Regions from separate parts of the Mus musculus genome. Here all the other regions are linked to region 3. Evidence: chromatin contacts called from public promoter capture Hi-C data. All regions are on one chromosome and are shown on one strand. The core of a region is the stretch at or near the end of the contact, and the rest is flanking DNA. Distances in the headings are between cores, read along the strand shown.

The links. Promoter capture Hi-C pulls out the DNA fragments that hold promoters and counts their contacts.
Region 1: a promoter capture Hi-C map of pre-B cells shows a contact between it and region 3, with 6 times the contacts expected there. The contact joins the promoter of Hccs here to the promoter of Prps2 in region 3. A contact is called at or near these places in 8 of 39 promoter capture datasets (the C10 cell line, cranial neural crest, frontonasal cranial neural crest and 4 more).
Region 2: a promoter capture Hi-C map of hippocampal neurons shows a contact between it and region 3, with 9 times the contacts expected there. The contact joins the enhancer-like site here to the promoter of Prps2 in region 3. A contact is called at or near these places in 13 of 39 promoter capture datasets (the 3T3-L1 cell line, 3T3-L1-derived adipocytes, the C10 cell line and 8 more) and 2 of 115 datasets of contacts at active chromatin or transcription factors (large pre-B cells and pro-B cells).

Annotation. Positions count from the first base shown.
Region 1 is chrX:169,317,999-169,321,836 of GRCm38.p6, forward strand. Hccs (holocytochrome c synthetase) reads right to left here and starts at 2,374. Exons shown (of 7, transcript NM_001331049.1): 1 at 1,978-2,374; 2 at 1,440-1,592. The coding sequence starts at 1,551. It overlaps Gm15246 (predicted gene 15246), which reads left to right and starts at 2,397. Exons shown (of 6, transcript NM_001361166.1): 1 at 2,397-2,699.
Region 2 is chrX:168,638,129-168,641,974 of GRCm38.p6, forward strand. No RefSeq gene overlaps it. Among named protein-coding and RNA genes, the nearest start is that of Gm39550, 15 kb to the left of the region's middle. Within about 2 kb of position 1,768, at least 82 of the 459 cell types and tissues checked have an H3K27ac peak or open chromatin away from gene starts, as enhancers often do. A contact at or near this core is called in pre-B cells and pro-B cells, where this site is marked.
Region 3 is chrX:167,380,980-167,384,879 of GRCm38.p6, forward strand. It overlaps Prps2 (phosphoribosyl pyrophosphate synthetase 2), which reads right to left and starts at 1,770. Exons shown (of 7, transcript NM_026662.5): 1 at 1,491-1,770. The coding sequence starts at 1,612.

The DNA of each region.
Region 1 (3,838 bases), core at 1,124-3,623, 1.9 Mb after region 3:
ACGCAGCTGTTCACTTTAGGAGCGAGAACACAGCTGCTCTATCTCCCTCTGCATCATTAAAAGCACCAATCTTCCTAGAGCATCCATCCCAGATGGCTATTAGAAAGAAAACAGCGTTACAGTTTCCACATCATATAACCAGGAAGCCCTTTAGTCTCCTACAAACACTCACATTCTTACTAATGCAAATAAACCAGGATGACAAGTCTTTAAAATAGATAAAATATAAATCATGCAGAGAACTACTTGAGGAAAGAAGCTCAGAGCAAAGACACACGTGCTTTGTCTGATTTGTCTCAACTTCTAGGAGAAATACTAGGAGACCATGGGATCTGTCCTTGTCCAAGGTCACAGAATTTTCACCAACTTTGCCACTTACTAGCTACATGACTTGAAGTACATAAATTACTCTGAGCTTTAGTTTCTTTCCTTGGCTATAAAACAGTCACACTGGTTTATAGACATGATAATGTAAACTCTCCTGGGCAAAGAATTTTTGTCTACTATATCTACTTCTCTCTCAGTGAAGAAACAAAACCCAGCAATGCTTGTCACAGGATAAGTGCTGACCTCTTGGAGAAAGTTGGCTCGAGGAGAGAAAGAGGAATGGTGACACTGGAAGCATGAGGACCCAACAACATGCACATTCAGTAAGCATACAACACTGTCCCGGTCTCAACTGTCTACAGCAGACATGCACTCATTAAAGAACTGTTTTGTTTCCAGCCTAGCACTGACATAATGCTCTATAAATTCACTTGGTGAAGGCTGATTTTGACCTAGATGAAGACCTTAACAGATATGGGAGTAGTGTATTTCAAACAGCTACACCGAGGTTTATTCAGCTCTGGCACCCTTACTATTTATGGACCAAAGACTCCATGTCTGAGGCTGTATGATGTCTATTTAGCACTATCTAATACCACCCCAGTCTATGTCAGCAGAACCATTTCCTCTCAGTTGTGAGAACCAAAATATGTATTCAATGATGGCTCTTTACATGCATAGCTGAAAGCCACTGATGTAGGCACTGGTAAACTTTGGAAAGACAAGGCTGATTTAAGGAAAAATTGCATAGATGACAGACTGTGAGATATAAAAAAAATTGTTTATGATAATATCTAGTGAGCAGCCAAATTGGACCAGCCCCAGAGTGCCTTAGTCCCGCTTTGCAAGCCTCACTACCAAGCTACAACTCTAGAACTGTGGCTCTCAGCCTGTGGGTTGACCCCTCTGGCAACGCACTATCTCCAACAATATTTCCATGACGAGTCAGAACAGAAGCAAACTTACAGTAATGACGTTGAAAGGAAAATAATGTTGTGGTTGAGTCACCACAACGTGCAGAACTGGGTCAAAGGGTCCAGCATTAGGAAGGTTTGAGAACCACCGCTCTAGAATCACTAGCTTTCTTTTAATTTTCGAGACAGGCAAGTTACCTTTCCTTTGCCCTTTATGCATCGGGCATCCTGAAGGTGGTGAAGCTGGCTGACCATCTGAAGCATTCGAGGCGTTTACTGCAGTAGCAGGAGAAGATGCTGAGGCACCCATGGCTGGAATCACAGGGGTCACTCCCAATCTAAAATACCCAGCTGCCAAAGCAAGAAATCAGATTAAAACGTGGAGGCTAAACAGTTGATATCCCCTTGTTATTCTGATCCTGGCTGGCCCTGGCTTTTTTTCACCATCCCTTGGGAGAGTAAGAGGTAGGGCACTGGTTCGGGGGTGGGGGTGGGGGGTGGTGAGGGGACACTTTGAAAACAGTGCCTCCATTGGGAAAATACCTTGAAGCCTATGCCACCATTTGGGGACCCGTGCCAGAGTCTGGAAACTTGTAAGATGCAACCACGTCGTGAAGACGGGTGTAGTCTTGATGGTGGGGTCCAAGGGAAAATACACTGAACTAGCCTCGAACCCGTGTTCCCAGTAGGGCAGGCGCCTCAGGGAAAATAGGAAGGTTAAAAAAAAAAAAGTCACCAAAACGGGAGGCAAGGAGCGGCGAAGGGCAGGAAGCCACCAGTGTTGCCTTCCCGTCTATGCGCGTCCCACCGGCACCGCGGTCTGCACAGTGCACCGGCTCCAGCCGGACCCGGACGCCGTCCTGTCCCCAAGTCACCTCGCCGACTGTCCCGCGCCGCGCGGCCCCGAGCGCGTCAACCTGCCCAGCCGAACTCACTCGGCAGCCGCCGGCTCCAGCCGAACCCGGGCGCCGCCCTGCCCCCAAGTCTCCGCTCCGACTTGTCCCGCGCGGCGCGGCCGCGAGCGCGTCGAACCGCCCAGCCGAAGTCGCTCGGCTGCACCCGCGGTTTTTCCTCACGCGGGGTCACCGCTAACGTCCGGTCACAGCCGGCGTTCTCGGGCGCCGTTACTTCCTGTTCCGAAGGCGGGACTTCCGGGAGCACGAGGCAAGCTCGCGCTGAGGAGAGGAACGGTCGTCAGGTCGGGCGGATCGCTCCCACCCCCTTCCGCTCCGAGGCCTCGAGCCGCCCGAGCCTTCTCTCCGTCTCCGCCCCTACGTGCGGGGCGGTGTGTTTAAGGGCGGGTCGGTCCACCCCTTCTCGCTCCGCGGCCTATAGGCGCCCGAGCCTTCTCTCCGTCTCCGCCCCTACGGGCCAGGCGGTGTTTTTTAACTCCGCCGGCCGGCCGGTAAGCCGCTCAGGGTGAGAAGTTAGGGAACCGCGGGGTGTCGCTTCCGAGGGGTAAGGCACGTCGCTGTGTTTTTCTAAGTCATCTCCTTAGGTTCTTGAAAGGTCAACTTGTATTTTTTCTTTTTTGGTTTTTCGAGACAGGGTTTCTCTGTGTAGCCCTGGCTGTCCTGGAACTCACTGTGTAGACCAGGCTGGCCTCGAACTCAGAAATCCGCCTGCCTCTGCCTCTGCCTCCTGAAGGCTGGGATTAAAGGCGTGCGCCACCACCGCCCGCTCAACTTGTATTTTTTAATGAACAAGCGATATTTGTGCTTATTTGTGGAATAAAGTGCTATAATTAAGTAGACGCACTTAAACTTCCACCGCCTAGTCCTTTCAAGGACTCTGGCAACCGTTGTGAGTGTACTCCATGGAATTCACAGCCTTCATCTAAGTAGTATATTTCATATTACACAAAGTACGTTTTTATATTACTTGTGTAGGGTAAACCAGCAGATAGGAGATGGTTATTGTATTGGTTAGGTTTTTGTTAACTTGAATGGAGTCACTGTCTTCATCAGACGGCCCAGTGGGCAAGCCTATGGGGACATTTTCTCCATATCTGTATCCGGTACCACCGATGGGCTAGCTTATATTAAGAAAGCAAAGTGAGCCATGGGACCAAGCAAGCCAGTATGTGGTGTACCTCCATGGCCTCCATGGCTTTTGATTCCTTGGTGGCTTCAGGTTCCTGCTTTGAGTTCTGTGGGACCCCATGAAAATGGCCCCCTTTCATATTAATGTGACCATTGTTTAGGTCTTCTTTATGAAGACATTTCTAGGAGCGTTGGTCCACAGCAGACTTCCTGGTACTCTGGATCTTAAAGTGTTATGCCCCCTCTTCAGTGATAGTCTGGTTTTTTGCTAGTCTTTGGTTCTTGTGGGGAGCATTGTCGGTCCAAGTGGTACAACTTCTTCTAAGGCAGTGGTTCTAACCTCTCAAAGCTCCAACCCTTTAATACAGATCTTCATGTTCTGATGATCCTCGCAAGTATAAAATTATTGTTACCACTACATAACTATAATTTTGTTACTGTTATGAATAATAATGTAAATATCTGATTTACAGATCGTGAGCCATAGGTTGGGAATACATAAATCTAGTCTGTTAATTCTGTTTTGATGTTTCTGCGTCTATGATTTCACAGGTA
Region 2 (3,846 bases), core at 518-3,017, 1.3 Mb after region 3:
TAGCCACATTGATAGAGATAAAGTACACTAGTGTTTGACAAATGCTGGGAAGTGTAGAAAATTAAAAGGTTTTGTTTCTATGAAAAAACTTTGAGATGTTCTAGAGGGAAAAGTTCTAATGATTTGCTCCATATATTTAACTATACACTTAAAATGCTAATTGGGGAGGCCAGTTAGATGGCTCACTGGGTAAAGACACTTGCAGAGATGCGAGCCTGATAACTTCCATTTGTTTCTTAGAAGTCACACTCAGTGGAAGGAGAGACCCAGCACCATTGCCAAGTTGTCCTCTGATCAACACACAGGCCTTATGGTTTGTACCCCTTCCTGCCCCCACATACACACAGTAATAATTAAAAAAAAACAAAAAAGAAAAAACAAATGATAATGGGAAGCCAGGCATGATGAGGCAGACCTTTAATTCACCTTCAAGGGAGAATCAAGAAAATCAGAAGTTCAAAGTCATTTTCCAATATGTAATAAGTTCAAGGTCAGCATAGGGTTCTTGAGACTCTATCTTATACAAAACAAATAAACATGCAGAGGACCTGGGATTCTCCTCACCTGCATGAGGTTCACAATCATGTCTAATTCCAGGGAATCAAGCTAGCATGCAGGCAAAACATTCATACATAGAAAGTAAAGTATTTAGATCTAAAAATTAAAAAAGGAAAAAGTTAATCTGGTAAATTTTATGTAATAAATTTTTACAGCTGAGAACTTAATTTTAATTTGCTTTCGAAATTGGACACTATAAGGAAATGTGCCAGATTCCAGTGGCCAGCTATAGCAATTGGATAATGGATGGCTTTGACTCTCTTTTTATTTGTGCTTTGATATGTCTGCCTTTTAGTTTGCCTTTGTATTTTTGAATCGCAACACTGGATGCCTGTTATTTTAAGAGAAAGAGAGAATGGTTACCTAAAAGGATATTAATTATCTTTGCATCTTTAGAAAAATGTGTCTCAGTAGGATGAAGGGAATAATTAAAGCATAAAAATAAATGTTAGAAAACAGAAAAGTGTAGTATTATTTGTAAACCCAAGAGCTAATTTCTTGAGGGAAAGAAAAGACATAACAAAAGGCTGGGGATGACCGCCCAACCTGTACTCCCAGCAGTGAGAAGTAAAGGATTTTCGAAATCCCATAATCTTCCAGGGAACTGAAAAAAAAAATCATAAAACTTCAAAAAGGACCAAGGGTCTGGATTTCAAAGTCGATCTGCTTCAAACTTTTAGCTTCTGAATGATCCCAAGCCAACTCTCTCGGAAGTAGGGAAATAAAAACATTAAAAGTTTTGCAGTTCGTTTTAGAAAGCTTAAACAGAAACAGAATTTCTAGAGGTCGTGTCCGCAGAATGATTCTGGCACAACCTGTGTGGACCTAGTATTTAAAGAGGAGGCATTCCTGAGTCAGCGTCAAAATCAGTAAAGACTACGGGTAGTTAATACAGGAGTTTTTGAAAGAAGGCTGAATGAAAATGTGTGCAGAAAGCAATCTGGCTTGCAAACCAGTTCTTCCTGTTAAGCCTATGGAGAGGGCGTGCGGGCCAGCTGCTAGACCAGGAGTTGAGGAGAGAGACTCAAGCCCCAGACTCATATTAGAGGAGGAGGAGTTATTGCTGCTTTTTCGTGCCTACTAAGGAGATAGTCCAGGAAGTGTTAAAAATTGGCGACTGTAATCGCCAGAGACAGCACAAGCAAGCAAGCAGATCATGATGAGCCCCCGCCTCCTGTCCCGCCTTCCTTCCCTACTGCCCCCTACTGGCAAATCAAAACCGAAAGTGGAGGCAGACGCCTGCAAAGAGAAAATGGGCTTTGAAGAGTTCTGTTCTGGGCTAGAGAGGTAGCTCAGCCATTAAATGCTAGGCTAACAACCAAAAAAGACAAGAGTGCTATTCTCAGAAAAGCCAGAGTGCTGCAGAAAAAAAGTGGATTGTTAGCCCTTTGATCATCACTGAAAGAAGAGCAACATCTGAAATCTCTTTATAAAATTCCCCTCCAGAGGGCCAGCGACATGGCTCTGCAGGAAATAAGGAACCAAGCCCTGAAAGAAGAGAACAGATGTCAGAAAGTTGTCCTTTGACCTCACATCTGCAGTGGTGTGTGTTTGTGTGTACATGTGCATACATACAATAAATAAATGTAGACTTTAAATAAAAATAAATACTCCCTCAAGTGCACAAAATATATCTGATGTTTAAAAATCTAGAGCCTCACTCCCCAAAACTCAAGAGCAAAGAAACTACCATCAGATATTCCTTTAAGAGTGACTTCTGGAAGCAAAAAAGAATTTACTTCAGTAATACAAACTTTATTTATTTATTATTGGTTATCATTGTTATTAGGGATGATTTGAGCTAAGGTATTACCATGTAGTACTGTCTGACCCAGAATTACTTATGTAGGCCAGGATAGCCTTGAACTAATAGAGGTGTTTACATCCTGGCCACCCTAGTACCGGGATTAAAGGCATGCACCATCAAGCCCAACCTTGATGTATGTTTGTTTGTTTGCTTTCATTTTATTTCTTTTTCAAATCTGTGAACATATACACTACCCCTCCCCACTTCTATCCCTTACTACCCTGTCTACCTTCTCATTCCTTTCTATCCTAGGGAGTTATAAGGACAATGTGTAGTTTTTTAATAGCTTAATTTCTCTGCCTTTTTCTTTACAAAATATGTGCTGTATTATTCTGCAAACCAGCAGAGATAGTTATAAGTGTTGAAAACTAAGAGGATCTGTAATGTAACCTGGCATAATGCAAAAGTAGAGGGCGGCTCTCAGATGTGTTTACAAATTGAAAGCAAGGGGGGGGGTGTTGCCATCATCCTGCTATGGTTGGCCCTTCTGGGCTCGGCCTCGGGAGCAGAGGGTACATACAATTTGTTGAAAGGAACATTTATGAGGATAGGATTCTTATATGCTAGTTCACTTTTGAGAAGGGGCATATATAATGTAAGGTCATTTAGCTACTTGTTGCTCAGTCTGCCAGAATAATTTGCTCATTCCTAAGAGGGAAATTTGGTTTTGCTTTTTTTTTTTTTTTTTTTTTTTTTTTTTTTTTTTTTGCCAAAGTACACCATGGTATGTTTCTATATGATATCTCAGCACAGTAAAAGTCAGGTTTCTTGCTGTTTGTGGGTCTTTCTAAGATTACTATTTTATGCGTATGAATGCTGTCCTTGCATGTATCTGGTGTCTGCAGAGGACAGACGAAGGCTTTAAGACTACTAGAACAGGAGTTATAGATGCTTATTAGTCACCGTGTAGGTGCCAGGAACTAAAGCTGGGTTTTCTGCAAGGACAAGTGTTCTTAACTGTGGAGCCATCTCTCCAGCCCCTAATGTACAGGTTTTCAATTTGGACCTTTCCACTCAGGAATCCAAGGGGGAGAGAACTGCTTTGCCTCACTGACTAGCAAATCTAAGACCCCTTCAGAAATGATCCAATGTGGTGTTTCCTCTACTCAGCACAATATTGGTAGTATTCCTTGGATGACCACTCAATTCATCTTTCATAAAGAGGAATAAATCATTGCCCTGGGAACCCGTTGGTGAGCAAAGTAGCAGTTCCTTGCTGCTAATCTTTACTCATGGGAACTTACAGTTGCTCTCGTTTCTTGTCGTTACTTCTGATTTTCAGATGACCACCAAATAGGCACACTTAATTGTTCCTAAAACACCAGGAGTAAGATGGAAAAGATGAAGAAACTTGGTGAATGTTTCAAAGAAATGTCAAGTTTTCATCTAAGTATTTTCCTAGTATCTTCCTGTGTTATAAACATGTCTCAGGACTGGAGAGATGGCTCAGTGGTTAAGAGCACTGACTGCTCTTCCAGAGG
Region 3 (3,900 bases), core at 520-3,019:
TAAACAAAGTGGCAGTTCTTTCACCTGAATTGTCCACAGGTTTCTTCTATTATCACCCAAGCTGTGTAAATGGAGTTTACCACCTAGAAAAGGTCACACGGGATTCACATAACCTCTAGAAAAAAATCATCTTTGTCATCAATATTAATCTAACTGGGTCTGATGACACACACACCCGAAATTCTAATGCTTGGGAGGTAGAAACAAGGGTTCTCCTGTGAGTTCGAAGCCTACCTGGACTACTACCTGGGTGAGTTCAATACCAGCCTAAATACATAGCAAAAGTCTGTCCCAGAAAACGAAAACCAAACCAAAATAAAACAACCAAAAGGAAAAAAAATGCCCTTAATCTCACAACCAAATTCTCGATTCATTCCATCATCAAGATTTTGTGCTTCCTTCTGGAAATTTCAGTTTTAGTTTTGACGTTTGTGTCTACAATCCGTTTCTAAGTTAACTTTTGTAAATACGGAGAATGACTTTTTTTTTTTCTGTAAAACTTGCGGAATGAATTCGTGCGCTACTAAATATAGAACGGTTATCTGTCACTGTGCACTGTATAGTTGGTTAACTGTGCTAAATAGAATTCGGGAAAAGAAATTGGCTTTGGGCAAGTAGGACAAGGAATCCCTAGTCTAAGCTGAGGAGAGCTTCCGCCTGCCTGGTGGCACCTTTTGCTAATGTGAGAAACCGGTGGAATTTTGAACAAACTGGGGTCTTGTTGCTGTGCGCAGCTAAGCTCCACAAACACAAAGAAGCTATTCGCAATGATAGATGCAACAAAGTTTAAAGGAAGGGTGCGAGCGCTCAACACGTGCGTCTCGCTTTCCCACGCTCTGCCTAACTCCCGCACAAACCCACCTTTCTGGATAAGGCAGCGCTTGGCCAGCCTGCTGCTCTGGAGAGTCACCTGAGCAGCTGGCAGTACTCTGATCGCCAGCGGCTGGAAGTGGCATTCGAAAGTTTCCCTGGGATAAACCCAGTGCCCAGGACCCGTGCAGAGCCTTTTCAACCATGCAGGATTCTGGGTTTCTGTCTGGCAGAGAGTTGGAAACTGGGGCGGGCGGATCCACCGATGTCTCCCCGCCCCCACCATTCCCGGCACCGAAGTGATGCCCACAGACTGCGCCCACTCTCCCAGACGCTCTGTAACTGCCCCGATTTTGTCCTTCCGGACTGAAGACACCAGGCGAGCCGGTGCAAAAGAGGGGCCTGGGGTGCCCAAGGGTCGACAGGTCGCCGATGTCCGGGTATTGGAGGCCCAGCCACCAGAAGGTTAACAGCCAGAGGATACGCGTAGAGACTCCAGGGTGACCCGGGTTGGGGGTGGGGGTTGGGGGTCCCTTGCTGAACTTCTTTCTCCCCTGGCGCAGCCGCCCTGGCTCTGCAGCCGCGTTGTTGCCGTCCCGCCCCGGAAGGGAGAGCATGACGCCCGCGGAGCTGGCCTGGGCATGCTTTGGCCCCTGCCTCAGCCCCAGCGAGGCTCCCACCTGGTCTCCTGGTTGCTAAACTTCTTGGTGACCACCTTGCCCAGCTCCAGGCCCAGGCGATCGGCCACGCGCTGCGACAGGTCCTGGTGAGAACTGCCGCTGAAGAGCACGATGTTAGGCATGGTGACCGGGGACTGAGGAGCGCGCTGGAGAAGGAGAAAGGGACTGCGATGCAGACTACTGCTACCGTTGCTGCGGCTGTTGCTGCTGCTGCTGCGGTGGCCTGGGCTGCTGGTGAAGCGGGAAAACGCAGCAGCAGGATCTAGGGGAGGGGAGGGCCGGGGGAGGAGCCAGAGGGAGGAGGAGCAGCTGAAGAGTCGCTGGAGGGTGCTGGGAGGCTGCTTCTGCCCACGCAGGCTGGGCATCTGGGTTTGAAGCTCTGGGTGGTCCCGAAGCACCCAAGTACAGTTGCTCCGTAGGGGAGCTCCAGGCTCCACATAGGACTTCCTGACTTGCCTTTAAATGGGGAGGTCAACCAACCAGATAAAGTGGGCACAGTGAGCCATTGCAGGAAAGGGCCATGTGGTGCCTCACAGCCAGGAGCAGCCTTTCAACCCGGAAGCTCAGAACCCAGAGGTGATACCTGGGCTTCAAGTGCACACCGTGTCTACATAGGCCAGACCCACACATCGGTTTGTATTTGCACACGGGAGTGAAGCATGTTTGCACTTGAAGTGGTGATATAGACTACGTTTGAAGATGGACTAAGAAAAGGGTTTCTCACCAACAAGAATTCTCTTTCTCTGTCATTTAATTTAGATGTATATTTTACAAAATTAGCTCAAATATTTTGTTTTCCAGTTTTTTCAACAAAAGCTGAAAATTTTGGTTTTTTTTTTTTTTCTTATTATATAAATGCCCACATTCTTTCTTGTCTTTTGCTTCTTGGTCCACAAAACCTGAACATGTTACCGTCTAGCTCCTAAATGTGTGTTGCTCTGTAAAGGAGTCATTGATGACAGCCACCATTTGACCCCTAAGCTTGGCCACAAGAGGAAAGCGTATTTTCAAGTGGTCAGTTGCCTCTCACCAATTCCTTCTGAGTCCTCGTTTTTATGTAGATAGGCTGGCTCTCAGGCTCTCTTCACAACTTCCTGTCCCTTGGATTCTCTAGAGTCAGACTCCCCCACCCCCCACCCCCACCCCTGCTGCGGCAACCAACCCCCCTCTCCCAGAGTCCTTTGCTTTCCCTGCCCTCAACCCCCACCTCAGCATTTCTGAAGTAGCTAATGCAGTGTCAGAGCCAATCGCCAATCGCTGGGCACAAAGCACACTTAAGGAAAGGAGATTCATCCTGAGCTCCTGGACGAGTGGAGCACTAGTGATCCTGACTTACATTTCTTAAAAGCTTTCAGAGACAGATTAACCTGGCCAGATAGTTGCTTGGGCTCTACCACTGTCTACTGAAATTTGGCTTGCCATATACAACAAAGACTACTTGCCCTTGAATTGTAGCCCACTCTAAAGGCACTTCTTGTGTGATTGGAGTTTGGGAGAGTATTTAGATTGACCGTATCTTTGGGGGATTTGCTTCTGGGCCCTTCCTTGAACTCTGCAAAGGTGTCAGCCTTTAATCTCAGCACTCTGGAGGCAGAGGCAGAGGCAGAGGCAGAGGCAGAGGCAGAGGCAGAGGCAGAGGCAGAGGCAGAGGCAGAGGCAGAGGCAGAGGCAGAGGCAGAGGCAGAGGCAGGCGGGTCTTTCAGTTGAAGGCTAGCTGGCCTGTTGAAACTGTGTCTCTCCAATCCCCTAAGGTTCCTCAAACCCAAGCAAATTGAATTTATGAAAGGGTTTCCTTTGAAACTCCACTGACTGCCCCAGTGGTTCTCCAAAGCGCTACTCCCATTGCATTTCTGTTCCTTTTCATTCTGCTGACAGAGATGTACATATCCTATTGTATTTCTTAAAAGAGCCAAGGTGATGATATAACTAATCTCATCACTTGGGAGGTTGAGGCTTGGGGACCAAGAATCCCAGGCCAGCCTATACTATATAGTGAGACTTTGTCTCAAAAACAACTGCAGCAGCAACAATCTACCTACAGTGGGTTTTAAGCTACACCCAGTATATGCTGCATAAAGATTCAGATGACAGACCACACCATTAATATTATAATGCTTAATGATGTTCCGCTGTCTTGGTTCATTTATGTGCACTCTACATTGCTTACATGATTATGAATTAACCTTATTACGTATTTCTCAAAACATCCCACATGTTCAGTAGCAAATAACTGTATTTTATAATAAAATTTGCATAATAAATTATCATAGAGATGAGATTTACACTCATATCCAAACATATGTCTAAAAGTTTTATTGACTGAATTATATTAACTATACTTAAACTCACCTTAATAAAATTTATCATCAGCAATTTTACTGTAATTTTTTCTGTCTTTAAATATTTGTCT